7 separate regions of the Mus musculus genome follow, and regions 2, 3, 4, 5, 6 and 7 are each linked to region 1. The links are chromatin contacts, called in public ChIA-PET, HiChIP or PLAC-seq and promoter capture Hi-C maps. All regions are on one chromosome and are shown on one strand. Each heading gives the region's core, a stretch centred on a gene start, on an enhancer-like site or on the middle of the called end of the contact. The rest is flanking DNA. Distances are from core to core; before and after follow the strand shown.

Region 1 (3,223 bases), core at 203-2,702:
ACAAAAACAATACTCTCATGCCAGCTGGTTCGCTCTGTAAGAACAAAAATGAGAAATTGTCTTTGTGAATCGAATCCAGGATTCATAAACATTTTATCGAAGTCTTGTTCTCAGCAAGGAGAGTCTTTTAAGTGTCAATTATTCGAAATCTAGACAGCTTTGAGAACCTGCTGGTTCATTTGCCATTCATACTAAAGTGTATGTCTTCTCAAATGTCAATTACTACTGGTCTCATTGGACCAAACACAAAGTCGAAAAAAACAAAACAGGCAAGAAATAAACACAGCAAAAACCAAGGGTTCCCCTAACACCCAAGGTTTAGTGCTTCCGACGCCGTTCCGGTGCTTAATGCCTTTCAAGTCCTACCTAATAATTCTCAGCTCCCAAGCAAAAGATGCTCGTACAATCTCTAGGCATGACAACTCACCCGTTTTCCCCGAACCTGGTAGTCCCTGCTAGCCTTGCTTCGCCAAAGCAGATTAGAAATACAAGCCCAGATTGTACGGGGAAAGCTGTTAAGTAGGCAATTTGGAGATGTGTCTCCACTTGCACCAGCAGCCGACGCAGACCTGGCCAGGATGGCCCTTACCCACTCAAAAAATCCTACGACAGCAATCATTTTCCGGCAAGTTGGAGAGCCGAAACCACAACGTGGAAAACTCTGTAAGGACTCCCCAAGATAACGAGCTAGGACTTTAATTTACTCTCGGAAAGGGAGCGGTCAAGGCTTGAAGCGCGGCAAGCCAGTACTTTCGAAACTGTCACTGCACTACAAAAACTAGTGTCTCCCGCCCAAAGTGTGGCACGCGAAAAAGCCAGAGCTCCAGTCCTCAGAAACACACGCCGGGAAGCCTCTGGCCGGTCAGGCTGGGGAACGGGGAGAAGAGGGCCGGAACCCTCATCTGCTCCTGGCAGCCCCAGAGCGGGAAAGGGCCGCCTCGGACCCATAGTCCAGCGACGGAAACCCAGGCCTCCCCGGCGCCCGGAGCCCCAGTCTAACCCGGGCCTCCGTCCCCATTATCCCGCCACCACCCCCGCCCGCGCAGGCGCAGTGGGAGCCGGGCCTACCCGCGCCCCCGAGGCACCGCCGCCATGGCGGAGCGGAGGAGGCCGGCGGCGGCTTAGCGCCCAGCGAGCGCCGCGCTCGCGTCCCCGCGGCCTCCTAGCCACAGCCGCGGCCCTGTCAGCCCCCCGGCCGGCCCCTCCGCCGCCCTCCTCACCCGTTCTTCAGATCCACCTCCAGGATCTTCCCGTAGCCCTTAAAGAAGCGCTCCACATCGCGCTCCCGGGCCTGGTAGCTCAGGCGGCCGATGTACACCCGCGGCATTCCGGCGGCGGCAGCTGGCCCCGGCCCCCCTCAGGCGGCGGCCGGCGAAGGGAAAACGCGGCGGCGGCGGTAACGGGCGGGCGGCGGGACGGACGCAGCCGAAGCCCGGCGACGTACGCGAGCACGCAGCTCGAGAACGCGCGCCCCCGTCTCCCTACCCCCCCCCCCCCGGCGGAGGGGAACGGGAGGGAGCGCGCGCCCGCTTCCCGCCTGGTCAGGGGCGGGGGCGGGGCTTTACTGGAGGCGCGCCGGCGCGGGGCGGGACCTGGCCGAGTGAGCGACAGCTGCAGCACGTCCTCTCGCGAGCTCGCCGTGGCAGCGGCACTTCCCCCGGAAGTGCCTGCGCGGGTGCGCGCCGAGCGGGTGTTCCCGCCTTTGTCCTTTGCTCTGGTAGACTTTCTGTTTTGGGGTGGTTTTCGGTAAACGTCCCTGTGGGAAGTTAGTGGATCCATGACCTTGGGCCCATTTTCCTTTCTCTCGGATCTTTGAGTCTCTTTTATCTTCCTTGTACTTTCAGGGTTGTCTCTACAGTGTCGATACTAGGTATGTAAAAGTGTTCCAATAATTGGTTCGGTATTATTTTGCGGTGTTGTGGATCGAACTCAGGGCCATACGGATGTTAACAAGTGCCCTATCTCTGAGTTACATCTCAGATTTAATTTTTATTTTTTAAAGCACTGACTGCCAGAGGTCCTGAGTTCAATTGCCAGCAACCACATGGTGGCTCACAACCATCTGTAATGGGAATCGGATGCCCTCTTCTAGGGTGTCTGTCTAAAAACAGCTACACTGTACTCATACACATAAAATAAATCCTTAAACAAAAAAGTTCTGACTGTCCTAGAAATAGCCCTGTAGACCAGGCTGGCCTGAAACTTTGCCTGTCTGCCTATTGGCTGGGATTAAAAGCATGTGCCAAACTATGTCCGTTCAGTTTAGTGCCTTGTAGTTAGATTAAGCACGACAGAAAATTACTATTTTCTTTTTTTGTTTATTCATTTTGAGAAAGGGTTTTTCTGTATATCCCCGGCTGTCCCGGAACTCCCTCTGTGGACCAGGCTGGCTTCAAACCTGCCTGCTTCCCAAGTGCTAGAGTTAAAGGTGTACCCCATCTCTGCCAGCTCAGAAAAAATTTCTAACCTGCAAGATTATAATCTATAGATGTCCAGTGTATTGCCAAAATAACCAAATGTAATGAACTGTGCTGGGGCATGTGGGTGCTCAGTAATGAAAGGTTCCTTTTCAGCTTTGCCCAGGAATCACTGAGGGGTTTAGTCTCTTTACTGCATTTCCACTTTAACTGATGTGCTGGGTAAAGTTTTCTCTTCTGCATCTTCTGCTTTCCTTTCTAGAGGCAGTTTCTTAAGTATTCCTTTAGAAGTTAATTTACCATACAGCACTTGGCTTTTCTTTTTTAAGACAAGAACTTTCTATGTCTAATGGCCTTTGACTAACCTGTAAAAGCCTTTCTAAGAACTGTGATTGTCAATTGCAGGTGTGCATCACACCTGATTTTTTTTTTTTTTTTTTTTTTTTTTTTTGAGACAGGGTTTCTCTGTATAGCCCTGACTGTCCTGGAACTCACTCTGTAGACCAGGCTGGCCTCGAACTCAGAAATCCACCTGCCTCTGCCTCCCGAGTGCTGGGATTAAAGGCGTGCACCACCACGCCCGGCTTACACCTGATTTTTGTCTCACTATATTTTAGTCATTTCAGAAGCATATGAAAAGCACTTAAGACCATTTTGTCTTATAACACACTTTTTTATACACAGTAACTTACCTAGTCACTATTCTAGTGAAGAATTGAGACAGGGTCCAACCTTTGGTTTTTAGAATTGCCACAATCAGTGACCATGTATATTCAAATAGTATCTATCCTGGAAATGGGAATGTC
Region 2 (3,223 bases), core at 198-2,697, 990 kb after region 1:
CAAGCCTACACATAGCTATTGACAGCCTATTGTGTGCACTACAACTACTGTTGTAGTCCCAGAGGCACAGTAGGGAATACAAGAGATGAAGTCTCCACTCCAGAGCTTAGTCTGAGAGAGAGGTAGGATTCTAAAAGGAGCAGGCCCAGGAAGAGGGCTACATCGGCGAGTTAGCCAGGACCTGGAGGCATTAGTGGAAGTAACCAGGGGAGGAGCCCCTGGAAGATGACATCACACAGCAGGTTCCCACCTATCAGCACCTGGATGAGATATTCCAAGCAGAGAAGGCACGATCACAGGAAGGAGCCTCCACCACAGGGAGAAGTCTGGTGACTTTTGAACATGGAAGGCCACCTAAGGCCAGCATGGCCAGAGCGAGAAGAGGATACAAGAAGAGCAAAGCCCCCATGTCAATTTCCAGTGCTGATAAACCCCTTTCTGGGAGAGTCAAGCCAACCGGGTCCCTGTCTCTAGCAATCCTGGCTTCTAGCTTGCAGGCATGAACATGCAGAGCACGTGGAGCTGGGTGCCTATGCACACATGTGCACATGCACATGCCTGTGCACTGTAGCTCAGCCAGGAAGAAAGACAGAGGGAAAGAGGAGGTCAGACTGACAAGAGCCACAAGTGCCCAGCATCACACAGCTGTGGCCTACCAGGGTCCTCGGGACACTGAGGGGTGCCACCCCCCTTAGCTAAAGGCTCAGGTAACCTGCCCCTCACCAAACAGCTTTTCCACTGTCCTGCTCCAGCCTTAGGGAACTCTGTCTGAGTCCACCCACCTCTCCTTCCAACCATTGACCTGCGTTTTGTGGCCCCACTCCACCTCTACCACAACCTGATGCTGGGGAAGGCAGAACAAGTTCACAGTGGCAATCTGGGGATGTGGGGGCAGGGTCACTGCTTTAAAGGAACAACAAAGTGTTAGCTAAGTGATGTCACCAGCCCAGGGCAGCTGCTGATGGATGTCAAGACACAGACACACACACACATGGACACATGCACTATACACATACATACACACACACACACAGAGAGAGACTAGTGAATATATTTTTGAGTTCTTTTTCATGGCTATCATGTTACCCCCTGGGGCTGATCTGGGACAAAACAGGAAATCCCAGAACCAAGCCTGCCAGATGAGGCAAGGGGCTGGGAATTTGAAACCCCCTCTGCTCTCTACAGCCTCCTATCCGACCCTGCCTCCTGCAAGCTGGGGCTAGCTGCCAGGATTCTCCCAGAGGAGAGGTTCCCCCTCCCCAGGCACTGCCAGGGCTCAGTCACGGAGTCACAGCTGCAAATTCCTGCCCTGTACAAGTCCCCAGACCCACACAGAGCTTCCTAGAGCCATTGTTAAATCCACCTTTCCGGATATGTCATTTCCCTTGCCGTCTTTGAATACAAACGTGAGGTTAGCCTGATGTCCAGCAGGGGGCGGGCATGTTTCATTTGCCAGAGAGCCAGCAGTGGGTTCAGGAGGCGGCTGGAAACAACCCTTCCTCCAGCAGCCTCCCATTAAGACACAGCTCCCCGCCCCCCCGCCCCTCGCGCCACGCACAGAGCAGGCTTCTACACCTTCGCATACACTGGAGCCCTGTCAGGCTGCAAACGGAGCGAACCGGCTCACTTCTGGTCGGGCCTCTCCTGCACATTCTTCACTAGCTGCCTTACCCAGAACTCCATGCCTTTTCGATGCCAGCCTGCTCCTCTACGGGGAGAAATGCCTGGGTGGATGAGTGACTGATGGGTAGAGAAACCCAGCTACCAGCCACCCACACCGTTCAGAAACAAATAATTCAATGCAGACATCCCGGGAGAAGACAATTTTTTTTTTTTAATGGCCAGGCAAGCATTCTAACACTGAGTTATAGCCTCAGGCCTCCCTTTTTTACATTGTTTTATTTTGAGACAGGGTCTTACTTAAAGCTCAGGCAAGCTTTGAACTTAGGATCATCCCAGCTTGGCCACCCTAGTAGTTGGAAAAATAGGCTTAGCCAGCAAGCTCAGTGCAATTTGAAAAATATACAGCACTCGTTGAGTCTAAGGACCGGCCACCTCATGATCTGACTTGACTCTTTTAGGTCTGTTGGGCTTGGTGGTATTACCCAAAGTACAGAAGGGGAAACTAGGATTTTAAGGGGGCCCAAGGTTGCAGGCTATGTATGGGTAGGTGCAGCAGGGTTCCAAATCCAGTCGCCTTCCCCCTTCATTTAGCTATGCACCAGGCCCCACCTATGAGTCTCTGGGTGACCCCAAGAAGTGGAGAAATGTGGCAAAGTCCTGGTGCTTGGCTGGAAGTGTTCTGGCCTAATTCTTAACCTAACCCAAGTCCCATAAGTGAATGCTGGTAAGGCACTCGTGTGTGTGTGTGTGTGTGTGTGTGTGTGTGTGTGTGTGTAACAGAGAGAGAGACAGACAGACAGAGAGACAGAGAGACAGAGAGAGAGAGACCTCCCACAGACCTGCTAAGAAGCCCCCTGTTCCCACTTGCAGGAGGTCCTAAGAAATTAAACTGTTGCCCAGTGCCACTCAGCCATCAGGCCGCAAAGCAGAATTCAAACCCAGAAGCACACATTTGCAAAGGCTGAGATTCCAGCCATGTGTACATTACTATTCATAACACTAGCAAGATTACAGTCATGGAGGAGCAATGAAATAATTTTATGGTTGGGGGTCCACAACAGGAAGAACTGTTTTAAAGGGCAGCAGCATTGGGAAGGGTAAGGACCACCAATTTAGTATGTTCTGAAGAGGCTCTCTGGGCTGAACCTCAGCTAGGTTCACCCGCAAAAGCTGCTGACCTGACAGGCTCCCAACAGAGTCAAGGCCACAGCCCCAGGCACCAGAAGGCAGCTTTGCTGAATAAAAGGGATTCCTCCTCTCCCCAGAAATAACTTATCCTCAGATCTTTGTCTTAATACAAGCCGTGACTAACAGAAACCCTCTCCTTGCCACCACCTTTCTCTGGGCTTCATAGAGTCAAACCTCAGTCTTAACATCTGTAAAGTGGGATAATAGTGCTGGGGTCACAGATCAACTATAGGTTTCTCTCCTGTCAATCTCCTAAGGCTGTGATTTAGCCAAGGGAGATCTCTCATGTATTCGTTTATTCTCCTGCTCATCCATCCATTTAGGAGACTTCCAGACTGCTAGCCTGCTGGACCAAGCCTGTCTGCACTCCTGTTCATCACGTAAATGGGATCAGGGATTGTATGGAAAGTGG
Region 3 (3,223 bases), core at 206-2,705, 930 kb after region 1:
GCAGAGGTGCCCTAGGAGGGGGCAGTGCAGGGAGATAGAGAGTAAGGGCAGATATCAGAAGAGTTTTGCCTTGGGCTCCAGACAGCCGAGGGTGGGTCTCAGTGATTTAGGTCTCAGCTCAGTGTATAGTCTCGGGCATTCGGCTCAGCCCGTGGGGAGGAAGGCGGAAGACCCCTCTGGTCTTAGACCACATACTTCTTCTCTGCACCTCTTTGCAGGAACCTCTAAGAACAAACAAAGGCATGTAGAGACTAGCCTGACTTGCTGGCAGAATGTTAGCCAGGGGTACACTGAGGAACTAAGGCTGGCACTTCCTTAAGGGCCATCAGGGTACCTACCCACTGTCTCTTCATCAGCAAATTTGAAGTCACTTCCCTCCCGGGACAGGAAAGAAGCAGAAATTCCTGATGCCACATTGTCACCCTTGTTTTGCCAAGTGGGCCCCAAGACACCCTGACCCTAGAAACAACGTTCCTCCAGATCTCCAGCAAGGCAGCACCAGTGACTGGGAGGCGCCAGCAATGGATGGGACAGGCCTGGGCTCAGACCCTGGCTTGGCTGCTCTGTGGCCCAGGGCAGGGGGTAGCACAGTTTTGAACCTCATTTCCCATTCATACAAAGGGAGACTAAGCTGAGGGTGGATGTCCCTTCCTATAGCAGAGCTGGGCTCTGGGACAGGCTGCCCTGCCCAGCCCATGCCACATAGGAACAAGTCCATTCCCTGTTGGGCACAAAGGATCAGAAAAGGAAAGATGTGCCTCAAAGCCCTGGCATCTGAGTTTCTCGGGAGACCTTAAACGTGTTCTGTATCTACGGTGACAGATGTTTCCTGCCTGCTCAGCCTCCAAATGGAGAAGTGGGATCCAAAGGCAGAGTTGACCATATCCACGACTCTGAACCTGACCCCTTGTGGCTCTGGGGCTATCTCATGGCACAGACTGAGACAGGTCCTCCTTCTCCACCTCAGTTGCTGAGCATCTCGGGGCTGCCAGAGCCCAGCCCTGGAAAGGGCTGTGGAAACTGACCAGACACCTGGTCTCCTGCGCTGCGCTCACAGAGCCCTGGGCCTGGTGCCGCTCCTGACTCCGGCTGGCTCTTGTGGGGGCTTCTGGTCCCTGCAGCATGGTGGCCCTGAGGATCACCTGTCCTGGTGGCCTTCACTAATACCATTATCTCCACTGCCCTCCCTGAGCCGACACCCTCCAAACCCTGATTCCCATTTAGCCTCCATCTGTCTCTGTGCTCAGCCCCCCCAGGCCATTTGTCAAGGGTCACAGATCCAATGTCCCCAGCATCCATGGTCCCCTTACCTCTGGGCTGGGGGACAAGACTGAGGCTATCAGGGACCTGTAGCAGCAGCAGCAGCAGGAGCAGCAGGCTACAGAGAGCAAAGGCTGGACCAGAGGTGACCTTCATGGTTGCAGCAACTCAGACAGACAGCGGCAGCGGCACACTGGAGGGGACCAGAGGGGGAGATTGCCTTATCAACCACTGGGCAGGGGACAGCACCCTTGCCCCAACCCCCAAAGGCGGGGCCAGTCTGAATGGAGGTGTGTGTCTGAAAGGGAGGGTAGAGGCAGCTGACCACAAGGGCCCCTTTGCCTGCAGAAGGAACTCGAGCCACAGCTGGAATTCAGGAAATCTCAGGTGGGTGGGGGCGGCTCCTCTGGCCAGAGCCCGTGCTGACTTGGACCTACAGCTCAGGGATACTTGAGCCCTGCACTGCCCCTCTTCCCACACCCAAGTCCTCCCCACCCGGAATTCCAAGCCCAGGTTTCTCGCTAAATATGCTTCCTAACCACGTGCACACACACACACACACACACACACACACACACACACACACACCTTCTCCAGCTGCACCGATTCTCTCCAAAAACCACGGGGCCTTTGCACGAGCAGAGCCGACCATCCAGTGTTTTCCTTTTACTAGCTCCACCCCAGAACGATTCTCCCAGATCTTGGTAGCAACCAAGTAGTGTGGCTGTGCTTAGTGTGTGAGAGAATGGGGAGCTCGGAGAGGGACTGACTAGGGGCAGATATGAGAGGCAGATCATGTACCTGTGTGACCTTGGGCAGCTTGCTGCGCCTCTCTGTGCCTCATCCCTCTTCTGGGAGGAGAGACGGTGTCAGTGCTGGCTCACAGAGCTAGGGACAGGGCCTGAGGAATTTCCTGAACTATCTTTGTTAATCCTCACAGCGAAGCAAGCGAGTCTTGTGAGATTACATGGGGAGGCAGCAAGAAGACCGGAGAAGGAAGATGAGGCAGGGGATTGCCACTGTTACAAGGAAAGACCCTGTGCACTCCTCAGGCATAGCTGATCTAGTCCACAGTGATATCTTTAGCAACCATAGCATCATCCTTCACACCCCACATACCTGTGAGGCAAGCAGAGAGATGGAGTCTATCAATCAGCCCACTTTCCATATGCCAAAGTGGAAGCCCAGAGAGGTTAGCCTGAAGTCACACAGCCGGTTCAAGGGCAGAGTCAAGGCATTTTCCCTTTTGTAGCTATGTTAGAGACAAACTTCTCTTTGTCTTCTCCCATTTGGGTTCCATCAGTCCCCAGTTCCCAGCCCTCTGCATCTCTGCAGACCCAGAAGAAACCTCCATGCTGCTGACCCCTCCTTTCACTATTCAGAGGTCTCTCTTCTCCAGAGTGGCTGTATGGTCCCAGAAATTGCAGCAAATATCCTTTCTCCCAAATTGTGCTACATAGCTGTTTTTGCCATTCTGGCCTGGAGGTCTCTTCTATCTCGGTCCCCTTCCTGGCCCTGAGGCCCAAGGACAGTGCCAAGCAAATGCAGAAGTTAACAGAAGGTAGTAATGAATGGGGTCCCATCTAGGTCACATGAAGGGCAGCAATGGTGGCAGTGACGATGGCCACGGTGAGAGGTGTATGTTCTGGTGTGTGGCCCTTGGCAGGGCAGACAGGGAGAGCTTGAGCCAGTGCCCGTTCTGTGGCTCAAGGGACAGAGCCCCGTTGCTGGACCCAGCTGTACCCGTGAAACCGCCCTTTCAGCTCCCTTCTGAATGACTGGTCTGTGTCCCCCGGAGCAACACAGGCGCCTTCTCTGTGTCTTTCTCTCCTCGTTAGCAGAGTCCCAAAATATGCCACAGGTAGGCTTTCAGGAACGAAGCGGGCTGCAGAGAGAGAGAGACGTCTTTCACATTCCACCGTGGGGCCGACAGCTGGGGGCACCTGGAAGTTCAGCTTATACA
Region 4 (3,223 bases), core at 420-2,919, 640 kb before region 1:
ATTTCTGTTCGTGTGTCTGTGTGGTATTGGGAATAGAATCCAAGGCCTTGGGGTCCTAAGTGGACACTGTAATATTATCCTCTATCCTCATCCCACAGAGTATATGCATTTGTTTGTTTATTTGTTTTTGGTTTTTTGAGACAGGCTTCTGTGTAGCCCTGGCTGTCCTGGAACTCACTCTGTAGACCAGGTTGGCCTTGAACTCAGAAATCCACCTGCCTCTGCCTCCCAAGTGCTGGGACTAAAGGCGTGTGCCACCATGCCCGGCTGAGTCTATGTTTTTAAGGAGAAAGCTGAATCTGATATAGAGTTGTTTAGAAAAGAATTAACCCAAAGGGATATTCAGTGGCCAAGGGTATATTATTAGAAGCACGTTGTGCCAGGTGGCATAAGGTAGAAAGAAAAAAAAAAAGTCTAAATGTAGACACTGCCCTCAACAAGTTTATAATAAAAACTTTCAGATAAGACAAATACACAGAATATGACAACACAAGTTACAGTATGGAAAGTATTAAAACACAGAGAGAAAGGTCCAGCCCGAGTTTAGGGCTCTAAGGAGCATGCAGGTGAACTCCCTTCCCTACAGAAGGCATTAGACCAAGTCAGGAGATCACCTTTGGTATCATAAGCCTAAACTCAAGACTATTTCAGGCAGGAACTGAGAGGATTAATCAGCTCCAGCTCTGTCTAGGACTCCTTAACCAGAATAAAGAGAAACTTGAAACGGGAGAGGCCTGAAGAAAAACCGCGAAGGAGATGAGTAGAAGTGAATGGGTGAATCAAGGGTAAAGTGCTGAGATCTGGATGGAAGAGGTGAGTGTAGGGAAGTCATGAGAGTGAATGTCTAGAGAAAAAGAGGGCTAAAAACAGAAACTAGGAGAGCACCCACGTTTAGGGAGTGGATGGAAAAAGAGGAGTCAGAGAGGAGTGGCCAGAGGGAGAAGTGAGAAATAGATCAAGCCAAACACCTAAGTTACAAAGTTTCCATGAGTGCCTGGAGGGTGGAAGGCGGTGTGAAGGCACCCAAGGCAGGACAGAAGAGGGGAAATTGTAGCAATGAGGATTGAGATTAAATTTGAGATTGTCAAGGGTATTTCAGTGAGGGCTTTTCCAGAGACTCCACAAATAAGGTGATTTCCTTGGTTTAGTGTTTCTGAAGGTGCAGATCCCTCAGGGCCTGAGGGGACAGGGTGGTGGCTCTTGGCTTCAAATTTGTGGGTTTTGATCTATAATTAGAAGAACTGGATGTGTGTGGTTAGAACTCTCTGCAGACCTAACCAGTCCCTCCAGGAACTGGAAAGCTGAAGAACTTACTCAGAAGGGATTTCACACCTGGCTGTCTGGCCCAGCCCCGTGAAGTCCCGTTTCATCACGCAGCCCTAATGACTCCTTGGGCTGTCACTCTCATCTGGTATTGCCAGAGACCTGACTAACGCCTTCATGCAAAAGTTTGCAGCATCTGTGCGAGGCCAACTACAGCTCCCAGAGTTCCCAGGCGCTTGTCGATGCTGATTGGACGGAAGGTTGGCTCCGGAGGGAGGTGTCGGCTCCGCCTCCCCGAGAAACAGGCATCTGATTGGCTGCGCCGTGGGACTTTTGTGTCCCCGCCCTCCCCCAGGGACCGCAGCGGGCTGACAGAGCCGGGCGAGCGCTGGCAGTTCCGTGGTGGGGATGGTGAGGAGCGCCGGCTTCCCGAGCAGCGCTGGCCACTGCGGACTTCCGAGGCACTCCGGGCCGTGAAAACCTCTGCGCCGCGGCCAATCTCAGGCCTCCGAGGCCGGCCGCAGTTTTCCAAGCTGGGCTGAAAGGAGTGTCTATCGCCGTAGCGCCGGTTCTCCTAATCCCGAGAGACAGCCCGGGGATCTCGAGCTTCCCCGGCGACCCCTAGTCCCGGCCTCCTGTGCGCGCCCGACCTAGACCCCTCGGGTGTCCCAGGCGCGGACGAGCCGCGGCCGGGTCCTGGCGTACACCATGATCGTAGCGGACTCCGAGTGCCATTCCGAGATCAAGGGCTACCTGCCGTTCACCAGGGGTGGTGTGGCCGGCCCCGAGACCCGAGAGGTAAGCAACAGCCGGGCGAACCCGCTCTCCTCCAGCCACCGCCGAGCTTCGGGCAGACCCGGTCTAAGTCTGGTGCGCTCCCCCCGGGCTTAGGGTCTGAGAGCACGTAAGCTAGGGCTAGGGTTGCATCAACTGCAGCCTCCGCTCTCCCTTCCCCTCCCCACTGCCCTCTCTCTCTTTACCCTCCCCACTACCACCCTGGGAGGGAGGGGGATGCGGAGCCCTCCCTGGCTCCTTCGGACTCCTGGCCAATGAGAGGGGACGCCTTCTCGTGGCTCTTTGGGTTTGTTCTCTGCTAAAGCGAGCGTCTTCAAGTCCAGGCAAATCCCGGCCGGAGAGACCCGACCACTCCTCCTCCCCGCCCCCTTCCGCAGAATCCCTTCCTCTCGGTGGGGGCAGGCGGGCTGGGAGCTCTTTCTAGGATCGGTTTCTGGTCCTGTCGCTCAGCGAAGGGAGTAAACCACCTGGGACTGACCAGGGAAGGTCGATTCCCTTTTTCAGTCCTTACCTGCACCCCCGATCTGGAGACTGGTCCGAGTGCTTTATGGGTCTGGCTGGCGGCCTGATCCTCGGCGGCGGCAGCCTGAGAGAGCTAGGGGAGAAAGCGGATAACCCTTGGTCCCTTGATAGATTGCTTCCTATTAAATTGTTCTGGGGTCCTCAAAGTTTGTTTTGCTGTCTCCTCAGAGCGTAGAGAGACTTCACAGGGAGACAAGGTATAATGCCAGTATAAAGCCCCCGTCTCCCTCCCAGCAGTCTCGATAGTGGACATAGTCTATGTCGTGTATGGAGCACCTACTAGATGCCAGGATATAGGTTTTGTCTGACAAAGACAGCAAATACAAAACGTATTTTAACCCCATTTTACAGAATGAGAAAATTGAGGCCCGAAAGGGACAGAGAGAGGCCTAGCCCTCATTCTCTGGACTGTGTGTGACTAGGATTTTGGAGAATGCTTGGCACTGCAGAAGATACTGATCCTTTTTGATTTTCTAAGCCTAGAGCAGTGTGGAAGGTCTATTGCCGGGGCTGGAAATAGGTACAGTGGTAGTCCCAAGGTGTATGATCTTAAAACCAGCCCATGTCTGAGGAAATGTCTTGGGGGGGGGGGGTCGTTGGAGGCAGCCATCAGTCTGTTGCTTCTTCATATGGTTTAGGAATC
Region 5 (3,223 bases), core at 241-2,740, 630 kb after region 1:
TGGAGCTTTCCATACAGAAGGATGCCAGCCCTGCTGCCACAGCCAGCAAGACGCACCCCTTCCTCATCAACTCAGTACAAGACACCTTTCCCATCAGCCAGGTGCAGCTCACCAGAGTAGGAGCCTACTGAAGTGTCCGTGGTCCGTCCCTACTGCATGGGAAGGAGTGTTGACGGGGTGGGGCAATGACAGTCCACTGAGATCCCAAGTCTCCAACTCTCCTCAGTTGTTGGAAACACCCTCTTCACAGCCAGAAATCCATGTGTAGGAGCTGAGCTACGTAGTAGTAGTAGAGATGGGGTGTGGCTCCATCGAGGTGGACATTTGACTCTCCCAATCATCCTGGGGTCCCAACACTGAACTGATGGCGACCTTTGTGGGGGTCATAGAAGAGAGAAGAGCTTTTCTTTCCCAGAATCCTATTCAACAGGAGACTCTCAGGCATGGCCCTACAGTCCTGGGCTGATGACTGGTGGCCAGCAGGGTTGATCCCTGAGTGGGCTGTAGTCTAATGACTTTATCAGGGCTGCAAGGGAAGTCCTGGTCCCCTCATTGCAGATGTGCCTCCAGCTTACCTGGGCCTCAAAACCTAGTGAGCAGGAGCCCCAGGCACTTCTGCTCCTTCCCATTCCCCACTCCTATCAAGGAGCCGTCCTCCCTTGTCCCTGAAGGCAGATCTGCCTGAGGCAGAGAGGGCTGCCCCAGAATACCTGGACAACCTTCTGGAGAATTCCAACCTAAAGGCTGCAGGTCTGAGCCCAGTGAACTGTGGCTGTCCCTCCCTCCTGGATGTCCTGTTCTTCCAGTTTGTCATTCAAACAACTGGGCTTCCTCAAGGGAGCCGGTGTTAGTGTCTTTGGCCCACAATGCACCTCTCTTTCTCAGGCTCCACATTTTTTTTTTATTCACTGTAGGACCCCACCCCACAGGATGCTGTAGCTCAACTTCAGAATAAGTCGTCTCTCCTTAATTAACCTCTCTGGAAATGCCCTCATAGATACGGGTGGAAGTGGGGTGGAGGTGTGACTCCTAAGCTAGCCAATTTGACAATGGGATAAACCATCTCAGGAGGATGGATACTCGGGTGCCTGCACAGGGCTCACATTCTCTTCTAGTCCATGACAGAGGCAGAGAAAATGGACCCAGAGTCAGGTGGAGAGAAGAAAGGAACTAAAAAAAAAAAAAAAAAAAAAAAAAAACCCTAGATGTGCACAAAGACTCAAAGTAATGGCTAGTAGCTCCACTGGCCCTCTGCTACAGGCTCCAGCACAGGGGCAGGAAAACAAAAGGGTTCGTTGGTTATCTGGAACGCCTGGGGCCTTAGGCTCCCAGGAGCTTCTAGTCCCCTACACTCCCTAAGCTAATGTATGGGCAGGAGGGAGGCAGGAGGCAGGAGGAGAGAAGCTGGACAAGCCAGGCCACCCCTGGGAGCAGGATGCTTATCTGGGCCCAAGAATAGAACTGCAGGGCGCACAGAAGCACAGGCAGGCAGTTCTCGCTCCCCAGCCTGTCAGCACTGGGGAGTGATCAGACTCTTAAACAGGCCTCATTATTTCTCCCAGGGCTGTGACGCCCTTTGGAAAAATGGATGTTTGCTGCCAGCTCGTCCCCTGAAGACACGTTTGTCACAGGCTATTGTGTAAATCCATGTTTGGCCCATTTTTAAAAAACTGCGATTTACCCAGTTGTCTAGTCTCCTCCAACCTCTAAAATGTGGCTGTTATTAGGAGCTCAGGAAGGAGCCAGAAAATGTCACTGGGAGGGAGGGAGGGAGGGCTGGGGGGAGGGCAGCTGCCTCTGGTCTTCTGCTGTGGAGAAAGCCTCCTGAACAGAGGACAGGAAGTGATGGTACCCGGGGGCAGAAAACAAGTCCAGAACATTCTAAGGAAAGAGTTTGGGATGCTGGAAGCATCTGCCTTCACCCTCATTCACTCCAAAGAGTCTCACTGAGCCCTGCTATGTGCAGACCTGGAGAAACAGCTAATGACAAATAGGTCTCAGTCACCAGGAGCCAGTGTGCTGGGCTGGGAGGAAGAAAGAGATAGATACCGGATGTAATCAAGGCCATCATGGGAGGAACGGTGTTAGGGAGGGAGCCATGCAGGGTGACATCATTAGGACTCTCCTGAGGCCGGCCGGCATGGACAGTGATCATTGTGTGCTGTAGGGACAGAGAGGGTTTCTCTGGGATGAAAACCAAGGACACCAGGAAGGAGCTGGTGAAATGGCTCATCAGGCAAAGGCACTTGCTATGCAAACCTGGCAACCTGAGTTTCATCTTTGGACCCCACCTTAAGGTGGAAGGAGAGAGCTGACTCTACAAGTCGTCCTCTGAGCACCACAGGACACGCTACAGCACTTGCCCCCACACCCAATTATGATAGTTTAATAGTGGATGAACTTGCCTTGGGGATGCTCAGGTCCAGGCTGTGAGCTTCAGGATGGGGCCAGAGGAGACACTGGCAGGAAGTAACATTTGAGCATCCCTCCAGGTAGACAGATAAGAGCTTTCTTTTTACATTAGCGCTGGACAGAAAGGCATAGACCCCAGTCAGTAGAAAACATCCTAGAACCATGAGTGTCCCATGCAAAAGGGAACACTGAGAGGTTGTCAGTATCCTGGGGTGCAGTGTATGACCGCCCTCAACTGGCCCTGAGCAGGGTGGGCTGTATCCTAAGGCAAGAGGACCTCAAGTCTTGCAGGTGTTTGGCCGGCCATGGACTATACCAGCTGTAATGGGCAAGCATGACCAGCACAGCATGCTCTGGATCCAGAGAGTGAAAGGTGAGACATTGGTTTGTCTGTCTTTGTCCTACCCTCCCCCATTCCCAGCAAATCAACAAAGCGAGAGCATCCATGTTTAAAATGCTAACCACAAACATAAACTTCTGACCATGCCCACTGGGTCCCGAGGATCTGAAGGCAGATTGGGGAAGACAAAGCTTCAGTAACTTAGGCTACCTCCCGTGGGGACCACACCCAAGGACAGGAAAGCTGCCCCACCCACCTCTGACAGCCTTCCCCCTCATCCTCGCCTAGCCTGGAAGTGCAGGCAACACCCAGACCTCCCCCACTTAACCACTCCAAACCTTACTGATCTCCTCCCTTGAAGGAGCAGTCCCTGAAGGCCAGCCCCACATAACCAGCCCAAACCAGGTCAACTTCCTCAGCCCTGTTTCAGATTAGCTCAGCCATCTCCCTAGGGAACCTAGCTTTCATTTG
Region 6 (3,223 bases), core at 286-2,785, 590 kb before region 1:
TTATGTTGATATATACTGAACTAGACCATTCCATGATTACAAAGAAAGATGTATTAGAGATTAAACTGTCAAGCCATGGGAGGAGGTGGCAGAAAGAAGAACAAAGTGGCAGAGAAGCAAGCTGATTTCATGTGACAGCAAGGTGGAGCCCTGAGCTGATACAAGCTGCCCAGACTGACTGGGAACCAGGTACCCTTGCCTGAGGTAGTGACCTTTGGGGAAATGTTAAGGAGGGAGGGGTCCTGAAAGATTAAGGGTGCCTCACTCTATGTCCCTTATGTGTTTGGCATATGTACAGAGTTCAATAAGTACTTGTTGAATTTAAAATCCTTATCTATCTATCTATCTATCTATCTATCTATCTATCTATCTAATGTATATGTGTGCCTAGATATATGTGTACCATGTATGTCCTTTAGCATGGATGCCAGATGAGGGTGTCAGATCCCTTGGAACTAGAGTGGCAGGTGGTTGTGAGTCACATGATATGGGTGTTAGGGCTGAACCCAGGTCCTCTGAATAACAGCAAGTGCTCTAAACTGCTTAGCCATCTTCCCAGCCCCTAGTTATTTATTTATATTTTGTGTTATGAGTGTTTTTGCAAGTGTGTATGCATGTCTACCACACGGATGCAGTGACTGATGTAGTCAGACAAGGTAATAGAGCCCCTGGAAAGGAAATTATAAATGGTTGTTAGCCACTATGTGGGAGTTTGGGACCTCTGAGAGAGCAGCAGGGGCTATTAACTGCTCAGCCATCTCTCTAGCCCTTATTAATTAACTTATTTATTTATTTATTTATTTATTTATTTATTAAAAACCTCACAATATTGTTTAAGCGTTGAATGGCTCTGCTGGAGAGATCCTTACCACAGCTTCCCAAGGTTCTCAGATTTGAACTGTGCCTGGTCCCATGTATTTAAAGTTATGGTATGCACTGTAAATTGAACAAGTTTGCTGTTGTTTTGTATTAAACTTATGGCCTTGCACATGTCAGACAAGGCTCTAGCACTGAGCTGTTTCTCCAGACCCTTGAAAGCACACAAAATATTGTTCCTGCTGAGGTCTATATATAAATACACAACGCTGTGGTTAGCGTTTCCGATTTACAACATACCCCTTCCTTTTCTTTTTCTTTAATTTAATTTTTAACTTATTCATTTTACATCTCTTTCACTGCCAGCCCCGCCACCTCCGCCTCCCTTCTTTTTCAATGTGACTCTCCTTCCTCGCTCCCCCCAGTGGCTGAGTTCAAAATTTAAATATGGTATCCAATCGGCTTTATGAGATCTGATCAAAACATCCAGGTCGTCGAAGCTGAAAAAAAAAAAAAAAAAAAAAAAAACGTATCCTAGAGCTGTCCTATGACAGTCACCTTCCACGGTACCACTCTAGACTAGGACCCCAAAGCAACAGCAGCCCCGAACCTTGCGCGTGCGCTCTTGCACACCGGTGCCAGAAGGCGGGCGCGTTCCTTGCCCTCTCGGCACCCTTACTTTTCGGGGCGGTAGCGGAGAAGTTTCCTGTCCCTCAGCTTCCTACCGGAAGTGCTGAAGGGAGAGTTTGGCGGTTTCTCTGGCTCTGCGCTGGCGGCATTTGGGGGTGCGGATTGCGGGTGTGCACGCGTGGATTTAATTCCAGCTTTACAAGGATCTGTAGCGCGGACGGAGACGTGTTGCTAGTGTAAGTGCACACGTGTCCCGGCTGCCCGCGTGGGAGGACCGGGACAGTCACTCTAACTTCATATTTCCCGCCTGGCTCATTTGCAGAGGCGTTCTCATAAAGGCAGAACCAGTTCTAGTTACATCGCTCGTGTGCCCTGGGGCCTTTCCCTGAGTCTGCATGGCCTCCGCATAGAGTGAAGGGTGGACAAGGTCCTTAGGTCTCCCTCGGATCTTTTCTTTTGTTTTTTCTTTGAGACAGTCTCACTGTGATGCCCTAATTGGCCGGGATTTGCTATATAGACCAGTCTAGCCCGAAGCTGCAGCCGTCCTTCTAACTCTGTCCCCAAGTATTGAGATTACAGATGTTCCCCCCAACACAGCCGGTTTTTATTTCTTTATGTTTGGAAACGAGGCCTCTCAGTGTAGCCCAGTGTAGTTACCATTTTTGAATATGAATGTCGGTTTCTTTCGAGCCAGGTAGTGGGTGGGGGAGACGAGGGCTGTGGGGTTAAACACCCTTGGTCTTATTTTAAACGAGACAGTAGGTTTCGGAACAAGAGGTTACATAGCTGCCTCGAGATTACATAGAAAAACGTTTATAAGGTTCAGAACTTGATACTAGATGGCTATTCCGTATCTCCGGAGCTAGAACCCCTCTTATTCCCGAGTCACCCGTTCTTGGAACCGGCTGTATAAGCAGATGTGCAAAGTTAAGACTGAATGAGCTTTGGTTTCAAGGCCACTGCCGCAGCAAACAGGGTATGGACAAGTGTGACTTTTCCAGGTGGATCCTGTGCTTCTCCGGTTGGAAGATCTGTTTGCAGTTCTGTTGTCTTGAACCTAATTAGAGGCATCATGGAGGCGCCTCCAGTCACCATGATGCCCGTCACTGGGGGCACCATTAACATGATGGAGTACCTCCTGCAGGGTAAGTCAGCCAAGGAGCTTGTGTTACCAAGTTTTCAGTTTTTTCTGGCTAGAGCAAGTTGAGATGACTTATAGGCAACTGTAGGGTTCCTGTAACTGTGTTTAAAAGAGGGTGGGTGGGAAGATGGCTCAATGGCCAGAAACTCACTCTGTAGACCCTTCTGGCTGCAGGGGCCTGGGATTATAGATATTTACCACTATTGTCCTATTGTCTGTTCTCTCTCTCTCTCTCCCTCTCTCCCTCTCTCTCTCCCTCCCTCCCTTGCTCTTTCTTTCTTTCTTTCTTTCTTTCCTCTATTTTTGTTTGTCTCCGTATAGTTCTCGCTGTCTATAGACCAGGCTGGCCTCGAACTCAGAATTCAGAGGTCCATCTGCTCTGTCTCCCAAGTGCTTGGGATTAAAGGCACAAGCCACCACTGCATGACTTTCATTTTTTTTTTTTTTTCATCTTGAAAAATTAAAACTCAGGCCCGAGGAGAAGGCCCAGCCGTTAAAAGCACTGGCTGCTTCTTGGTTCAATTCCCAGCACCTACATGGCAGCTCACAACTGTGTGTAACTCCAGTTGCAGAGAATTTGATGCCCTAGTCTGGTCTCCATGGATTCAGGCATACAGGTAGTTCACAGATGAGCTT
Region 7 (3,223 bases), core at 383-2,882, 550 kb before region 1:
TCTTATTTTATCTATTTTAGAAGGGCAAGCAGAGTTCACTGAGAATTAATGAAAGAGCTCCTTGAAGCTGAAAAGGAACCTGCAAATGACTTGAATTTACCTTTTTGTTCTTTTTTTTTTTAAGATTTATTTATTTATTGTATATGCGTACATTGTAGCTAAACAGATGGTTGTGAGCCATCATGTAGTTGCTGAGATTTGAACTCAGGACCTTTGGAAGAGCAGTCTGCACTCTTAACCGCTGAGCCATCTCACCAGCCTACATTGTTACTTTTTAAATATTTATTTTTTATTAATTCCAGTTGTGTGTAGGTGAGTATTTGCATGCAGTATGTGCACATGAGTGCAAGTGCTCACATAGCCAGAGGTTCACAACCCTTGGAGCTGTAGTTAGAGTTGTGAGCTACCTGATATATAGTGCTGGGAACAGAACTCAGCCCCTTTAAAGAACAGCAAGTTCTTAACCACTGAGCCATCTCTCCAGCCATTATTATTATTGTTGTTGTTGTCATCGTCGTTGTCACTGTTGTTATTATTATATTACCAGACAGCAGCTGGCTGGCCTGCATTGGTTTTTGTTGGGTTTGTTTGTTTTGAGACAGGGTCTCACTATGTAATTCTGGTTGGCTTGGCCTGGAACTTTGTAGATCAAACTGATTTTGAACTCAGCAATAATCCAACCCTTGTCTCCAGAGCATTTAGGAATACTGGTGTGTGACACCACAACTGGGTTGTAATTTATTGCTTTTTTTTTTTTTTTTTTTTTTTGGTTTTTTGAGACAGGGTTTCTCTATATAGCCCTGGCTGTCCTGGAACTCACTTTGTAGACCAGGCTGGCCTCGAACTCAGAAATCCACCTGTCTCTGCCTCCCAAATGCTGGGATTAAAGGCATGCACCACCACTGCCCGGCGTATTGATATTTTTAATGTTATAGATTGCGTATTTGAAAGGTATAAGTTTTTCTATGTTTCCCTCTGTATGTATCGTATGTATACTTTTCCGTCTAAGATGGGTGTAACCCATGGGTTTGGCATTTAAAAAGATCCTCCAGCAGTGGCAAGAAGGGGGTCTGGAGGGTGATATAGCCCTGGAGGTTGGAATGAGTGCCACTTAGAAACAGATGGTGGCTTCTACTAGGTAATCGTTAGTGGGAAAAAAATTTAGTTGGGAGGGGGGGGGTGTAGAATGTCTGCGCTTAATAGGCTGGGTTCTGTACTTTCACAAAACACCGCGGGTAACTTGTTTGTAAGTTTTTTGCACTTAAAACTGGTTATCAATAGTTTGAAACAAACTGGACTTCTTTTGTAGAGCACAACACACACATCCTTTCTTGGGCATCGCCGGGAGAGTCTGTTCCCGAACGTGTCCTCCCAAGTCCCGAGACCTTCCCCTTGCTCAGAACTGGGCAAGGTGCCCAAATCCGTTTATATGCAGTGCACCGGACTCTGGCGGCGCATGCCCAGATCGGCAGAGTAGGGGTCAGGCGCCTCGCAGCGGAGGGCCGGCAGTTCCCGCCATTTTGTCCCGCTCGCCACACCGCTGGCCACTGCAGTGGACTACAAGTCCCGTGAGGCTCCGCGGCGGCACTTCCTACCCTCCTCACTGTCCGGCCCGCTCCCTCCGCCCCCCCTCCCCTGGGGCCGAAGGCTCTGGCTGGAGCCAGGCGGCCAGAGACCAGGTAGGATTTCCGGGAGAAAGTGCTGGGGAACCCGAGGAGGCAGCGGCGACTTGGGTAAGTTCCCCAAACTTGGGAAAGTGAGCACCTCCCGCGCGCGCGCAGCAGCGGCAGGCTCGGCTCGACTAGGGGTCGCGGGCCGAGCCTGGGTGGGGGGTTAACGGCGCCCGCGGCGGTCAGTGCAGCCAGGGCGTGGCGGGCGGTAGCCTCCTCCCTCCTCGGCCCTCCCACAACGGTCCCGCGGCGGTGTCCCCGCCTGTGGCCGGCCGGCGCACACTCGCGCTCTCCGCCCCCCAGCCTCCGCGGGGCCCTTTTGTCTGCGCCGCTTTTCCCCCTTTTGTGGCAGTGCACGGAGTCGCGGTCTCCAGGGGAGCCCGCACGTCCTGCTGGGGACTGCGCCCTGGGGATCTGGTTACTGTAACTGGATCGGGTCAAAGTCCATCTTTCAAAAGTGACCTCCCTCAGACCTCTGCATCCTGGCTGAGCAGAGAAGAGACTTAGGAGTCTGGCATAGTTTCAGTGGAAACCTGGAAGTTATTGTCCAACTTCTTTCTTAAATGTCAGCCTCCGGTAGCTAGGGATCAAAACTCAAGGCGCTAAGGCGCTTTTCTCCTCCAGTGGATGGAGTCTAAGAAAAAGAAGTGAGACTTGGAGCCTCAATCCCGGAAACCGAGAAAGAGTGGAAATTTGCTGCGATACGTGTGGCAGCTGGGATGGAGGGGTTGGGTGATTGTGGAGTGTGTGTGTGTGTGGGGGGGGGGGGGGGGTGCGGCGGCGGCCGCAAAGAACTCAAGCGAATCATTGCCTCGGAAACCTGAAAATTGGAGCAGAGTGATTACCAGGACATCATTCATTGCCTGCAGTCTTCGGCACTTCATTTTCCCACGCTGCTCCTCGACTCTCCAGAATACATCCCTTTCTCTTTTTTTAAACAACAACTCCACAAAGAAAAACTCAGCTCACTGAAAGCACCTGCTTTGTAGAAAAACCTAGATACCCAGTAGATTCTAGAAAGCATTAAAAAAAAAAAGGTTGAAAAAAAAAAGGCGATAAAATATGTATTTACTGGACACCGATGAATTGTGTGGATTTGATCCAGTTTGGTTAGATAGTGGTAACTGTATGTTCCGTCGAAGAACGAATCTTGAGACTTAGCATAGGGGTAAAGCTTTTATAAAGGCCAAGGTAGAGATCCTTTGAAAAATCGATTAGTATTTCAAATTCCTTGAGTGAAGACAGTTGGGACTCCTTTGAGTCAGGAAAGGTGTTTTGAGACGAAATTTCCACCCTAGACATGTAGGCAAAGCCTTCATTATTCTGACATTTCATAATGGAAATGACTTTGAGACTCTTAGGTTGTGTTAATGTATCAAGGTGGTAGATCTTTAATACAGGCTGTCAGTTGTCTATCCTAGTTGGAGTGGCACATCCCTGTAACCCCAATACTCTTGCGGCTATGGCAGGAGGGGGAGCATGAATTCAAGACCAGCTAGGTCTATGTAGACCTATTGTAGACATGATCTATTGAGACCTTGTCTCAAAAAAAG

What was found. Promoter capture Hi-C pulls out the DNA fragments that hold promoters and counts their contacts. ChIA-PET counts read pairs in DNA pulled down with a chosen protein or histone mark. HiChIP or PLAC-seq counts read pairs in DNA pulled down with a chosen protein or histone mark.
Region 2: a contact with region 1 is called in an H3K4me3 HiChIP or PLAC-seq map of embryonic limb bud, with 6 times the contacts expected there. The contact joins the enhancer-like site here to the promoter of Srsf4 in region 1. A contact is called at or near these places in 1 of 39 promoter capture datasets (hippocampal neurons), 6 of 115 datasets of contacts at active chromatin or transcription factors (astrocytes, embryonic limb bud, embryonic stem cells and 3 more) and 2 of 9 other capture datasets (adipose tissue and liver).
Region 3: an H3K4me3 HiChIP or PLAC-seq map of craniofacial prominence shows a contact between it and region 1, with 6 times the contacts expected there. The contact joins the promoter of Matn1 here to the promoter of Srsf4 in region 1. A contact is called at or near these places in 3 of 39 promoter capture datasets (cranial neural crest, embryonic stem cells and pre-B cells), 13 of 115 datasets of contacts at active chromatin or transcription factors (bone marrow-derived macrophages, craniofacial prominence, effector CD8 T cells and 9 more) and 2 of 9 other capture datasets (adipose tissue and liver).
Region 4: a promoter capture Hi-C map of erythroid cells shows a contact between it and region 1, with 3 times the contacts expected there. The contact joins the promoter of Sesn2 here to the promoter of Srsf4 in region 1. A contact is called at or near these places in 5 of 39 promoter capture datasets (3T3-L1-derived adipocytes, the C10 cell line, erythroid cells and 2 more), 1 of 484 Hi-C or Micro-C datasets (cortical neurons), 3 of 115 datasets of contacts at active chromatin or transcription factors (large pre-B cells, memory CD8 T cells and pro-B cells) and 2 of 9 other capture datasets (liver and pancreatic islet).
Region 5: an H3K4me3 HiChIP or PLAC-seq map of stem cell-derived neural progenitor cells shows a contact between it and region 1, with 4 times the contacts expected there. The contact joins the enhancer-like site here to the promoter of Srsf4 in region 1. A contact is called at or near these places in 1 of 39 promoter capture datasets (cranial neural crest), 7 of 115 datasets of contacts at active chromatin or transcription factors (embryonic forebrain, embryonic limb bud, embryonic stem cells and 2 more) and 3 of 9 other capture datasets (adipose tissue, liver and pancreatic islet).
Region 6: an RNA polymerase II ChIA-PET map of memory CD8 T cells shows a contact between it and region 1, with 7 read pairs. The contact joins the promoter of Med18 here to the promoter of Srsf4 in region 1. A contact is called at or near these places in 2 of 115 datasets of contacts at active chromatin or transcription factors (memory CD8 T cells and pro-B cells).
Region 7: a contact with region 1 is called in a promoter capture Hi-C map of erythroid cells, with 3 times the contacts expected there. The contact joins the promoter of Phactr4 here to the promoter of Srsf4 in region 1. A contact is called at or near these places in 4 of 39 promoter capture datasets (3T3-L1-derived adipocytes, erythroid cells, hippocampal neurons and 1 more) and 1 of 115 datasets of contacts at active chromatin or transcription factors (large pre-B cells).

The regions. Positions count from the first base shown.
Region 1 is chr4:131,871,868-131,875,090 of GRCm38.p6, reverse strand. It overlaps Srsf4 (serine and arginine-rich splicing factor 4), which reads right to left and starts at 1,452. Exons shown (of 6, transcript NM_020587.2): 1 at 1,221-1,452. The coding sequence starts at 1,327.
Region 2 is chr4:130,876,950-130,880,172 of GRCm38.p6, reverse strand. No RefSeq gene overlaps it. Among named protein-coding and RNA genes, the nearest start is that of Gm35294, 7.5 kb to the right of the region's middle. Within about 2 kb of position 1,447, at least 59 of the 459 cell types and tissues checked have an H3K27ac peak or open chromatin away from gene starts, as enhancers often do. A contact at or near this core is called in embryonic limb bud, forebrain and hippocampal neurons, where this site is marked.
Region 3 is chr4:130,942,617-130,945,839 of GRCm38.p6, reverse strand. Matn1 (matrilin 1, cartilage matrix protein) reads right to left here and starts at 1,455. Exons shown (of 8, transcript NM_010769.2): 1 at 1,311-1,455; 2 at 1-11. The coding sequence starts at 1,416.
Region 4 is chr4:132,508,902-132,512,124 of GRCm38.p6, reverse strand. Sesn2 (sestrin 2) reads left to right here and starts at 1,669. Exons shown (of 10, transcript NM_144907.1): 1 at 1,669-2,061. The coding sequence starts at 1,972.
Region 5 is chr4:131,242,443-131,245,665 of GRCm38.p6, reverse strand. No RefSeq gene overlaps it. Among named protein-coding and RNA genes, the nearest start is that of Gm25261, 4.8 kb to the right of the region's middle. Within about 2 kb of position 1,490, at least 56 of the 459 cell types and tissues checked have an H3K27ac peak or open chromatin away from gene starts, as enhancers often do. A contact at or near this core is called in embryonic forebrain, forebrain and stem cell-derived neural progenitor cells, where this site is marked.
Region 6 is chr4:132,462,233-132,465,455 of GRCm38.p6, reverse strand. It overlaps Med18 (mediator complex subunit 18), which reads left to right and starts at 1,535. Exons shown (of 3, transcript NM_026039.3): 1 at 1,535-1,682; 2 at 2,448-2,591. The coding sequence starts at 2,519.
Region 7 is chr4:132,420,855-132,424,077 of GRCm38.p6, reverse strand. It overlaps Phactr4 (phosphatase and actin regulator 4), which reads left to right and starts at 1,632. Exons shown (of 13, transcript NM_001161797.1): 1 at 1,632-1,733.